2 separate regions of the Zea mays genome follow, and region 2 is linked to region 1. Evidence: chromatin contacts called from public Hi-C data. All regions are on one chromosome and are shown on one strand. Each heading gives the region's core, a stretch centred on a gene start, on an enhancer-like site or on the middle of the called end of the contact. The rest is flanking DNA. Distances are from core to core; before and after follow the strand shown.

What was found. Hi-C and Micro-C count contacts between places; a contact is called where the count stands out from the background.
Region 2: a Hi-C map of leaf shows a contact between it and region 1, with 5 times the contacts expected there. The contact joins the promoter of LOC103654244 here to the promoter of LOC103654241 in region 1. A contact is called at or near these places in 2 of 25 Hi-C or Micro-C datasets (bundle sheath and leaf).

Annotation. Positions count from the first base shown.
Region 1 is chr4:185,214,331-185,220,481 of Zm-B73-REFERENCE-NAM-5.0, forward strand. LOC103654241 reads left to right here and starts at 3,862. Exons shown (of 2, transcript XM_008681070.4): 1 at 3,862-3,997; 2 at 5,475-6,151. The coding sequence starts at 3,979. The coding sequence ends at 6,022.
Region 2 is chr4:185,437,891-185,444,963 of Zm-B73-REFERENCE-NAM-5.0, forward strand. LOC103654244 (probable pectin methyltransferase QUA2) reads left to right here and starts at 4,319. Exons shown (of 8, transcript XM_008681074.3): 1 at 4,319-5,303; 2 at 5,398-5,527; 3 at 6,516-6,756. The coding sequence starts at 4,675.

The sequences.
Region 1 (6,151 bases), core at 2,612-5,111:
TGTGATTCAACTTAGTGTTTGGGGATATTTTATGACTTTTACCATAAAGTATTTAGGTTTTCTTAACTTGAGTTAAGTTTTACCCCTTTAACCACTATTTAGGGTTAAGTCCATTAACCAGGGTTTCATTTGCAAAAACATTAAAACAACACAACTTGTTTGAAATTTTTGCCTAGTGGATGCACTCTAGATGTATCAAGCATATGCAATGCCAATTCTTATGATGTCATGCTCAAGTTTTAGTTATAGTAACACCAGGGGTGTTACACAAACCATTCCATTATATGCATTGCTGGCATCAATTGAAGGGGGAACCGAAATGGGAGAGCATCTGTCAAGGACATTCGTTTAGAGGGTTACATGCAAGATCAATACCATCTTCGGGGTGTCCATCAGTTGAAGCACCAGAGACTGATAGTGGATCGACTGGGTTGACAGGAAAAGGCCCCGTGGTCGTGATTACAGTAAAGCAGAAAGAAAGAAAGGTGCATCTTCTTCTTCTCCTGAATACTTAAGCCGATTACAAGAAATTACTGAAAAACAAATACAGAGGTCCATAGAAAAGGGGAAAAAAAAGAAAAGAGCAGTGAAGAAGACAAGGACATACAGAAGAAGAGATTGGAATTGGAAGCACAAAAGTTAAGCATTCGACAAAGGGAACTCAAACTTGAAGAACTCGAATCGGCAAATAAACGTTTGCAGATGCTGCTGTCGACAAATGAAGAAGATGTTGATCCAGAAGTTTGGATAATGATGAAGGAACAGAAAAAAATTGCAGCAGTTTATATTTAGTTTTGAGTAATCGTGAACGCTTCTGTTACATGTGGTCGACAGTGTTGTTGACAGATGTTGAGACATTTTATCTTAGTTCCTTTAAGATACTGTTTTTTCGAGAACACTATTTATTTGGTCGAACCAATGTATGTTAAGTTGTGTGCTGTTGTATTACAAAATAATGAACTCGGCTGTGATAAATGTTTGAACAATATTTGTGCCTATTCTATGGTATGTTATATATTGTAGAAGAAAACATGAATCCCAAGATCAATTGCAATGCTATGTTTACACTTCGTAGAAAAGAAGATACATGTTATGGTGTAGCTGGTACACAAAATCGATGTATGTCGACACATATGAAGCCGGCTGTCCGGACATTTTCGAAACAACTTTGGTAATTTATTGGAATACTTAAATAGACGACATGACATTACAAGGACTTAATTTAAGTGCGAACTAAGCAGCTACGACACATAATTCTTACATACTTCCACAGCGAGCCCATAAATGCTCGACAAGATCATTTTGAAGTGAGCACGATCTTTCTTGGCGACGAAGATCAAAGTGGTTAATAACCCATTCCGCCCGGCCTTCTCCTATAATTTGAGATGGTTCAATCCTTGAAGAGATGTCTCCGAAATCAATGTTTGCAGCAAAAGGCCCTTCGTCTTCGACAATCATGTTGTGCATGATGATGCAAGCTGTCATTATCTCTGTCAAACGATTACGATCCCAACCATAAGCTGGTCCACGGAGCACCGCCCACCGGGCTTGAAGAACTCCAAATGCACGCTCAATATCCTTTCGACAACTTTCCTGCATCTGAGTGAAATATACTTTCTTTTCCTCGTATGGGTGTCGGTTTGCTTTGACAAAAGTAGGCCAGTTGGGGTAAATACCATCAGCAAGGTAATAACCGAAGTTGTACGCATGACCATTTACTGTGTAATTGACTGGTGGCATTCGACCAGTAGTCATTGGGTCAAATACTGGGGATCGGTGGAGCACGTTTACATCATTGTTTGTCCCAGGCATGCCAAAAAAAGCATGCCAAATCCATAGATCATACGATGCTACTGCTTCCAGTATCATCGATGCTCTACCATTTCGGCCACAAAATTGACCACGCCAAACCGTTGGACAGTTCCTCCACTCCCAGTGCATGCAATCTATGGAACCCAACATGCCAGGAAAACCCCTAGACTCGCCATTATGCATGATGCGTGTAATGTCATCTTGAGTTGGAGTTCGTAAATACCAGCCACTAAAACATGCAATGATTGCGCGACAAAAATGATGAAGGCATTCCCTAGCGGTTGATTCCCCAATTTGAATATACTCGTCTACCGCATCAGAAGGTAACCCATAAGCAAGTATCCGCATTGCCGCACAAACTTTTTGTAATGGACCTAGTCCGGGCATACCAGTTGCGTCTACTCTTTGTGTAAAGTAAGTATTGTGCTGTTGAAGACCTTGCAGAATGCGGAGAAACAATGACCTACTCATGCGGAACCTAACAAAATTGCATTGGTTATTTGTGAAAAGTTGAACAAATGATAACCTATGACAATAATATGAAGTGCGTACCTTCTACGAAACACATGGTGTGGATACACTGGGTTCGCGCCAAAGTAGTGATGCTGGATGAGGTTTTCTCCAGCAAAATGATCTCTGTGAATGACACGGCGAGGTAAACCCAACCGTCGTCGGTGATGGCGCTGAGCCGCAATGTTCAGGGTGAGTAGTTTGACTAGCAAAATAGTTTCGTCCTCACTATCACTCGAATCACTCGAAGCATAATCATCTTCCGTATGACTGTGAGACATACCGAGCTATGGCTAACTTGATGAACTCAGAACAATGGGCGTACATTATGCTAGAGATTGATAGCATATATATAGGGAAGACCAAAGCGACTTCAGGGGGAAGCTGGGGGCTTCCATTGGAAGCCAACCGTGGCTTCCTTTGAAAGGCAACCGTGCCTTCCATTGTAAGGCACTCCTGGCTTCGTCCGTACGACTGGACGGTTTATGTTGCAACGAAAGTGTCGTTCATTATATTTCGTCCCAATATATATGCAAAATTTTGGCATACCAGAATTGTTAATTAATGTTTGCATTTACCAATTAAATGTTAAATGAAATGATGTATGTATTTTTCAAATAAATGATAAATTATTTGATTTTTTCTATATTATGCGTAATGTATTACAAATAATTAAATATATTTTTTTGGTAAAAAGTACGAGCTGTTTAAGCCTAACGTAAAACAGAAAAGAAAATAAATAAAAACTGAAGTTAGTTATGTTAGTTATAGGGAAATGTATATTTAATGAGTAGAGGGATATGTAGGGTAAAATTTAGGGGGAACGGTTGTGGGACGAGTGAATATAGGAGAGGGAATCTTGCTGACGTGACTGCATAGTAAGATTTAGGGGGGAAAATTTAGGGGGAACGCCTGCGGACAACCTTATCAAGCCGTGGATAGCGTTTGTTTGTGTCGTACAACGCTACATTTGCCATTCGAGCACTCCTAGGGAAAAATAGCGTCGTTAGACTGTCAGCAACGCACTGCCCTACGGCTCCCCTCCCCTATTACTGTGCTCATGCAAGGGGCAAAAATCACCCCCTTCCTCCCGCATCGCCTCTCCCTGCAGTACCCCCTACCTGGGGTTCCTCTTCTCTCTCACGCTAGATCAGGCGGAGCACTATTCATCCCCCAACCTTTCCTTCCGGAGGATGGCAGCGAGCGCGCCTTGGCGAAGAAACCTCCCGCTCCGTTGCGGTGGGTTTGGACTCCAGCGCGGAGGCCTGGACACGACAATGTGCAAGGCGGAGGAAGGCCGACTCGGATCCGCTCGATCTCGCCGACGACGAGGCCCAACAACAGGACGTTGCGGCGCTGAGGAAGCATTCCCATCGATGTACTCCGAGCAGGCGCCTTGTTTCCAAAACCATATTTACTTTCTTGTTTTCTTTTGATCTCTCTGTCTCGTGATCTCAAATTCTCAATTCCCATCTGTCTTCTCCTTCCTGGTGAACGAGGAACGACTCCTCCGGTCCTCCCTCCAGTCCTCCCTGAGCTGATCCCTGGCTCCTCCTCCTCCTCCCCGAGACCCCGACCAACTACTGCGTTGAATTGCTGATCAAGAACAAGAGCCAACTCTGGTTATCAACTCCAGCGACTCAGGCAGACAAGAAGATGAGTACTTCATCTGAAGGTACCGTGATCAAGTTTCAGTTTGGTTTGGTACCTTGTTCAGTTTCAGTTTGTTACCTTGTTCAGTTTCAGTTTGGTACCTTGTTCATTCTAGTTCATCCTTGTCCAGTTTGGACTTCGTAACTTGTTAATTTCAGTTGCAGTTTGGTACCTTGTCCATCCTTGTTCAGTTTCAAAAACTTTTCTCCTTGTTCATCCTGCGCAGATATCAGTGTTCAAGTCATTTTCCCTGGATCACAATATCAAACAAATGAGCAGGAGCAGCCAAAGCATGTCTCCTCTGCTGTGGATAGTACCAATCCAGTTGGTTTGGCATCCTCGGCTGCTCCTCTCTCTGTGTGTGTTCATTATTTATTTTTCGGATTCCTGTTGCTTTTCAGTAGATTCCATTCACAAATGCTCCTGCACTTTTTTACCGACTGCGATTGTGATTGCTTATCAATTTCAGTTCTAAGAGATTTTCAGTAATCAAGTGTTCCATTGTATACTTAATTATGGGTTTTTAAAATTTAGAAATTAAATAGTACATAATTATACACATTATGTGCCCCTCAATATTTTATGGAGATTATATGTCTAATTGAAAAAATTAAATCAATTATTCAATGGATTTGTACGTTAAGAAAATAAAAATTGAAAAAATATGGTAGTTGATGGTAGTTGGATTGATATATATATATATATATATATATATATATATATATATATATATATATATATATATATATATATAGAGAGAGAGAGAGAGAGAGAGAGAGGAAACGGTTGCGAGAAGATTGAATATAGGGGAGAGAATCTTGCTGACGTGGCTGCATAGTAACATATAAACTGAAAAATTTAGGGGGAACCGATGTGGACAACCTTATAAGGCAGGCCGCTAGCTGTAGCATATTTTAACCTTTGCGTAACTATATCTCGAGTAGTGTAGCCGATCGAGTCCCTCCAGTGCGGATAAACCTAAATTTCTGTCTACCTGACCAGATCAAACACCCTCTGATCGCCTCCCGAGCTTTTCTGAAAGCGCACAATCTACTAGTATGCTTAAGCAAACGATATTTGTTTGATTGCACGAACCAACACAACACGCTTTCTTTCAAGCAGATCGGCAAGCAATTTGCCTAATCGGCTGCTCTGTAGCCGCGGTTGTTGCTGTTGTTCGGACCGCTGCAGCTGTAATCTATAGAGATAAAATACTGTAGAAGCGACAGACGTAGCTGGATTAAAACCGTAGTAAGCCGTAGCGAACATGCGGAGACAATGGAGATTAGACTGGAGTTCCCAAGTCCATAAGACCATAACCATAAACCTAGTTTATGTCTATTATATCCCACTTTTTTTTTTCGAAACCACACTTTTGTAAATAGTGTTGTCTATACTCTAAAACAATGTTATTCACCGAACGGTCACAGGTCATGTACATTTTGCATGGCATCCCAATTCCAGCATTTCCTCATCACGTGCTCATTGCGCCACGACAGCTTTCATCAGTGCCGTGTGGAAGAATGGTCAACCCACAGCCGGACCGAGCAGTCTCCCAAAGGAAAGGATGCCACGCATTGTCACATCCACTTCTATAGGCGCAGCCCAGAATGGGAGGATGTGCAACAAGGCTCGCATGATGCAAGCACGCAACTTTCGCCGTGACCCTGACCCCGCACAAACTGTGGGCAGAGTACGTAGCCTCCAAGTAGCGTGCTCTGCCTCTGGAATGACGCCAGGGCGCGGCAGCAAGAAAGTCAGAGGCTTGGGCTCGTGGTTCCCTTGCCGCCCGATCCAGGCCGAGACCGCACGGCCTCCATTCCCCGCTCTCGACACCTCCTCCTTGTGTTCTCCGCACGCAGACATGATGCCTCCCACTATGGCCACTAGCGAGCGATGCTTGTCGGCTGTCGAAGTTGGCCGGCGCTCCGGTCCGGCCGTCAAACAATTCCAACGCGTCGTCTCGGCGGACGCGCACGAGGCGCCTGGAATCGCACGGCGGGCGGACAGGCTGTGCCACGTGCTCCGTAGGCACGCCTCGTCGTAGGCCCGACAAGGGAACAAGATTTCACCAGGCTAAAACACATCACTGCTCAGGATATTTAAGCAGTCCTCCCGTCACGCGTCTGGCGGCTTCGTCGAAGGTGAACTGCACGTAGGTGATCGCTTGCCAATT
Region 2 (7,073 bases), core at 3,069-5,568, 220 kb after region 1:
CTTATTCCTTATAGAGTTATAGTTATTTAGTTAGTACTAATATGAGGAATGAGGTCATCCCACCAAATTTGAGGAATGAACCCATGATGCACCACCACATTTTAGATGAAATGATTCCTCAAACCAAACACCCCCTAAATTTGGTGGAATGGCTCCATTTCTCATATATTAGTACTAACTAACTAACTATAAGGAATGATGTGGTGATGGATCAACTCATTCTATTCCACAAACCAAACAAAAATAGTAAGGAGTGAGAAGATGATATACTAGTTCATTCCTCAAACCAAACACTCCATAAGTGTGCCCTTTGAAGCTTCTTGGGACATATTGAACTTCGAAATATTCCAGATAACCTTTGCATTTTCTCTGATTGTTATTTTTTTTGTTTCCTAGCGCTCGGCTATAGTTACATACTTTAGGCTGACTAAAACCGAGGAAAATTATTTGGCCATTAAAAACACTGCCCGGACAGGCTGGCCACTAAAAAAACTGTCCGGATTGGTCCATCCAGCCTTTCGAACCCCATGTGTGTTCGGCCCAAAGTTAGCCATAGATTGTGACCGCCAGTGGGAATTATTGGGCTGGTGGTGCGATCTTGGCCGCATCCCACGCACGGATAATATGGAGTGGCCATCTACCAACCTGCAGTCTGCAGACGACTGTAGTATGACACCGACGACCGTGTGTGCCAAGATCAGCCTAGCTGTTCTGTTTTGTCTCGCCGACGGGGCCCCCGTCCGGCCGGTGCTCGATCGTCACCATCGATCGCCAACTCAGCTCCGTCGCCACTGGTGCCGCTGCGGCTCTCAATCTCAAACCCGCGTCTCGACCCAATGGAGTAGACGGAGGTCTACGTGTACAGGCAGTACCATGGCCCTTTTGTACTGCTGTGCGTGCATGCATTCGCTACTTCATGAGTTCATGTGCATTTTGTACGTGCGGTGGTACGCCGTATGCCTACTCCTCGATCGAGGGGGGGGTACGGATGCCACCGAGAAAATAGAACCCCGAGCACCAATTGCAGAGGACGGTAGCTAGATGGACGTTGTCGGTGGCAGTGCAAGAGAAGCAGCACGCATGGTTACTTGGTCAGCACGGGGGAGCTCTGGCAATTCTCGACATGAGTGGTCCAGCGTTGGCATGGCCTACACAGTCCCCAGCCCTCGGCGTTGCATGTCCCGATCTTCTTCCCTTCCGATCCAGTGCATCATTGACATCCGGTTACAGTAGTAAGTAGTAATAGTAATAACATAGGAAAATCTCTCCTCTCCTGAACAACGCGTACGCATGCTAGTGGACGGTGTCTGCTTGGCCGCATCCAAATGATTCCTCGTCATCAACGACGTGCTACCGTACCCCACCACCTTGATTGAATTCATGCATGCATGCAGTAGTGACGGATGACCTAACAGTCCTTGCTGGCGATCTAGCCCGCTGACCACATTTCCTCGCCAGAGTTCTGCCTCACAGTGCTCTCACACAGTCATAACGGGGCTTGATCACACTTCACTTGCGAGGTTAGTTTAGAGACAGATGCAGATGGCGACGGCAACAGACGTTGGCAGCACCACTGACCCACTCACGCCGCCCCACGACCTCAAATCAAACAGCCAACAGCCCAACACCACCAAACCCAACCGGGGATGGCAGCGGCAGTGCGCGGCGAGGCCGTGGCCGGGAAATGGGCGCTGCAGCGTCACAGAGGAGTGGGTAGGCTCAATTCACTTCACGGCACACAGAAACGGTACGGCAGGCAGACCGACAGTTTCGCGCTCGCGAAGGATTGAGGCGCCAAAAAATATAATGCAACCGCGGTCGATTCTTTCTCTTTCAGTCTTTCTCCCTCCCTGCGTGGAAGCGCGAATTTGCCGCCGCGACCGCACACCTGTGTGCTCCGACCGGATGCGCCTTTCCAAGTGGCGGCATCCCCATTATTCCCCATGATCACTGACCAGTATCCGCCGGCGTCGGCACACACGGGGAGCCAGAGCTAGCCAGCCACGCGCTTTTGTGCATGCGGCGCGGCGAGGGTTTTTTCTTGGTTTAATCAGCTTGTTTTTACATTATTCTGTTTCTATAAATTAGAGTATATTTAAGAGACTAGCTAAATGTCTCGTCAAACCAAATTTTAGCTACTCAACTGCAAAATAACTTTTCAACAGACTAATTATTTAACTTGTCAAACTTTCTGACTCTCACTAGTTAAACTTAGCTAACCATTCTACCGGCTACACTAGATAGTCTGTTTGAGTTAAATACTATATATATAGAATGTAATATTTATGCAAAAGTAATTAAAGAGTTAAATAGTAAGAAAAAATAATGAGCATTAGTCTAAACAGATGATTTTAATTCGACGGAAATATTCCTATTATTACAATCCTGCCAATCCTGCCGGACCGCAGTGGTCAGCAGGCAGCTCACAACCTTAAAGAAATGGCGTCCTGAATTTATGAGAAATACCAGAACCTAAGATCTAGACGCCATGTTATTTTTTTTTCTGTTTAAACTCTCGCCGCACCCCATGAAAAAGGTGTGTTTGGTTTGCTGACTAACTTGCTATATTTTCCTAACTTTTCTGCCTAAGTTTAGCTCTTCAATTCGAGCGACTAATCTTAGAGCATCTTCAAGAGTGTCCTAAATAAGTGATCTAAATCAAAATATAGAGCTTATCACAGGAAAAAGAACTCCAATAGTGCATTATTTTACCAAATTTCATCAAAAAAATAAAGGGCACCTCTAGAAGTGCCACAAATATATTGCACCCAATTGGGCTGACCTATCTCCTAATCTCAACGAACTGAACGTTCACGGGTTTCTTCTCCTCATACAAACCTCGCGCCGCTAGCTCTTGCGAGTCGCGACCCGCTGCCGGCTCTCACGACCCTCCACTGCGCACTATTTGTTTCCTCTCCGATCCTGGCTAGAAGCACAACAACCCTTCTCCCTCATGCGATGCCTTAAGGAGTTCAACCTACCGAGAAGCGCCCTGCGCCTTCATCGAAGACCGAGGCGGTCCACGGCTAGTACTTCCGTCGCTGCGTCGCCATTCCAAGGCCTTGTACTAGGTGTAGAAGGCAGATGTCCGATTAGCATAGCAGCAGGAGGAAGAAAGTGCAGGACGCCTGGGTGGAGGAACAACGGGCGACAGCAGGGGAGTAGTTGTTCCTGGTCTCGATCCTGGGTTGGCATTTGGGTGTAGGTCAACGGCGCCGGGCAGGAGCAAGAGGCGACAACGAGCGGTACAGAGGTTCGGCGGGAGGGAAATTGAAAACCTGGCTGCGCATGGGAGGGTTGGCTAAACCAGATTTTGGATAACTACTCTGATTTAAGGCTTTAATGTTGGACTTAAATTGTTTTTTGGTGACTCAAAACATCTCGTTTTCATGTTATAAGGCATTTTTATGGGTCACCTTGTTGAAGATGCTCTTAGACAAAGTGTGATGCAGTTAGCTACGAACCAAGCAGACTCTAATATACATGCTGGGTTTTCCGTCCGACATTATGCATTGCTTCTTTTGATGGTGTGTGTATAAGAGTCTGTTTGGTTGGGCTGTGGCGGTGAAAAAAACTGTTGTGGGTTGTGAGCTATGAAAAAACTGTTGTGGACTGTGAACTGCTAAAAAGCTAAAAATCGTTGGGTGGAAACCACTAAAAGTCGCTAAAAATTCTTTCATATATATTTTCACAGTTCCACCTAAAAGCTGCTAAAAGCAGGTCGAGAGTTGCTTTTAGTTTTGCACTATAAGAAAGTCGGTTTTTAGAAAAAGCTGCTTTTTAGATTTAGCCTTTTAGTTTGATTTTTGGCTTTTAGAGGGCAAAAGACAAAGCCAAAAGTCAAACCAAACACCCTAAACTTGCCCCGGTCAATCCTCGTCGTCCTAGTACACATGCTGGGATTCTTTTTTACCTGTGATCCCCGGGATTGCACATGAGTGACATGCGGCGGCGGCAGCGGTTTGGGATCTAATGTCCAGCACAATTATCAACTAATCACCCTGTAAATCGTCAGTGTTAGTATAATAATCTCTACTACGTGCCAGAGTTTAAACAACGGGAGTATGCGACTTTCTGTAGCATCACGAGACCGGCCGAACCCAACAACATACGTCAAACGAAATCGGTACACCTCCAAAATCCTGCGGGGCCCGCACGCATTTTTCAGTTCCATTCCCAACAGCCCCACCACGCCCAACCCAACGCACACACCCCGTCTCTGCCACCGGCCGCAGGGCCCAGTGGACAATGGCCCACCTGTCATTCAGACATTCGACCAGCGTAATCTTCAGCTCTATTTATTACTGCTATATCAGGGAGTAGGCACCAGCCCACCGACTGGTGTTAGTGTGTTACGGGCTTACGGCCGTGTTCATCTTGCTGCTCGCCTGCTCTCCCCGTTCCGTCCTGCGAGGAGGAGATCCGCATTCCGGAGGGAAACGGCGAAGGGTCTCACTCGATTTATACTCGTGCCGTACTGCTGCTGCTATCTTCTCTATCCCCATTACTCGTGCAATGGCGAGGAGGCCGTAGTGCTAAGTGGAGCAGCGGCAGGCAGCGCAGCGCAGGCCAACGCGGAATTGCTCGCTGCTGCGGTCCAGTGGCGTGGCGGCACGCGTGTCGCGTTCCATGCGGCACTAGCGCGGCCCCTGAGATCCATCCGCAGCAGCAGGCATGTCGCGCGCGTTGTACAGGGGCGTGTCGGGGATCGGCGGCAAGCTGGCGGCGGCGGACGAGGCGTACGCGTACTACGACCCCAAGGAGCCCAGCGAGAACAGCATTGGCGGCGGCTTCGGCCGGGGCGGCGCGCGGAAGCGGCACCTCGCGGACGCGGCGGTGAAGGTCGGGGTCCTGCTGCTGGTGGCGGCCGCGCTCGTGGGCTCGGTCGCGTGGGCGGGGACGCTCTACGCGGGGCGCGGCGCGGCGGCGCGCGCGGCCGCCGCCGCCGCGCACCGCGGGTACCGGCGGCTGCAGGAGCAGCTGGTCGCGGACCTGCTCGACATCGGCGAGCTCGCGGGCGGCGGCGCCCGCGCCAAGGAGGCGGAGGTGTGCCCGCCCGAGTACGAGGACTACGTGCCCTGCTACTACAACGTCACGGACGCCGTCGACGTCTCGGATCTGGGCGCCGGCGTCGCCATAAGCTACGACCGCCAGTGCACGCGCGACGGCAGGGTCACTTGCCTCGTCGCGCCACCGCGGAGCTACCGGATTCCGGTCCGATGGCCCAGCGGCAAGGGCTTCATCTGGAAGGACAACGTGCGGATTAGCGGGCACGAGTTCTCGTCCGGGAGCCTGTTCAAGAGGTGTGTCAACAAAATTTGCCCCGTCCGTGAAATTCGAGGTGTTGTTGGGTTTGGTCTGCTGGTTGTGAATTGGGTGGTTGCTCATTGATAACAGGATGATGGTGGAGGAGGACCAGATCTCGTTCCCGTCCGACGCGCACATGGCCGACGGTGTGGAGGATTATGCCCATCAAATTGCCGAGATGATTGGGTTGCGTAATGAGTTCAATTTCAATGAGGCTGGAGTGAGTTGTTGCCACCTGTTCAGTTTATTACTACCTGTAATTACCTATTTCACTTTCAAATCTAGTGAAGGCACGTCCAGAACTAGCTGAAGTAAAAGTATAGAACTGAACCAATGATATTTCTGTCGACGAGGTGTCCTTTTGTACAAAATCTCATTCTTAAAAGAGCCACCCACTCTTGCTATTGCTAGTGCTCTTCGTCAACACCATATGAATTTGCTGGCTTCTGCCAAGGTTTTCCGTACATTTAGGTTTTTTTTCAAGGACTCAACACCTGTACTTAGTGGTTCCAATAAGTAAGCATTGCGATCTCCTTAAAGCATTTGCTTTGGGTTTGGTACCTTTTCAAGTATTTAAATTTAAATTTTAATGGTTGTCCAGTTCTTTTGGGGAAAAACTGTTCTGTTTATTTGGAAAACAGTATTTCGTCGTAAATTGTTTCCGTGTCTGATTTACCAGTTTAAGAATTTTTTTTATCGACCTGCGGGGGGTAAGACAGCCCCCGGGCATTGTATTAAGAAAAAGACTTTCTCACATTTGTCGAGAAAACCCCTGAACCCCTGTCCCACTTTTACCAGTTTAAGCATTAAGCTGATCCTTTTACATCATGATTTGTTATTCAGCTACACTTGTCTGTTGTAGTCTTTCCACTTGTCCTTCAGAAATATTGCATGTTGAGTAGACTTGCTGGAAGTGCCGGTCTATTTCTACTTAATTTGACAAATATACATGCCCAATGTGCTGGAAAGTGTATGTCAGAGTTTACTACTGTACCTGCAAAAGTATGTTGGCAGGACCTTAGGATCTCCACTATGATCCATTATTTGAACATTATTTTTTAAAATATCATTATGCAAAACACAGTTGGACATACCTTGTAGACCACTTTATGCTCTGACTGCCTAGAGTAAGACTTTGGATAATTGTTATGTACTTATGTTTACTGAAACTCTTCTTGCTGATGGTGTTTCTTCTATGCCATTTTCAGGTCAGGACAGTCCTTGACATAGAATGTGGATTTGGTACCTTTGGGGCACATCTTTTTGAGAGAGATCTCTTGACCATGTGCATTGCTAACTATGAAGCATCAGGCAGCCAAGTGCAAATTACACTAGAGAGAGGCATTCCTGCAATGATTGGTTCATTTGCAACGAAGCAGCTTCCATATCCCTATCTTTCCTTTGATATGGTGCATTGTGCGAAATGCAATATCGAATGGTACAAAAATGGTACGTCTTAAGTCTTCTTCTTCCACATGTCTTGGCTCTTATTAAATATAATGTTATTAAGCAATATATTAAGTTAGCACTTCACATGTAAAGATCAATATAAATGTCTAGCTGCATATTAAATATTTGAGGATGTACAGTTGTGGGTAACTTTTGGTTGACTTCTAACCCTTGCTACTGCAAACTTTGCATACATATGATTTCTGTAAAGACACGTTTAATTTGGTACTCTAGGATGGCGATAAAGTAGTACTCCCTCCGTTTCTTTTTATTTGTCGCTGGATAGTGTAAAATTGCACTATCCAGCGACAAATAAA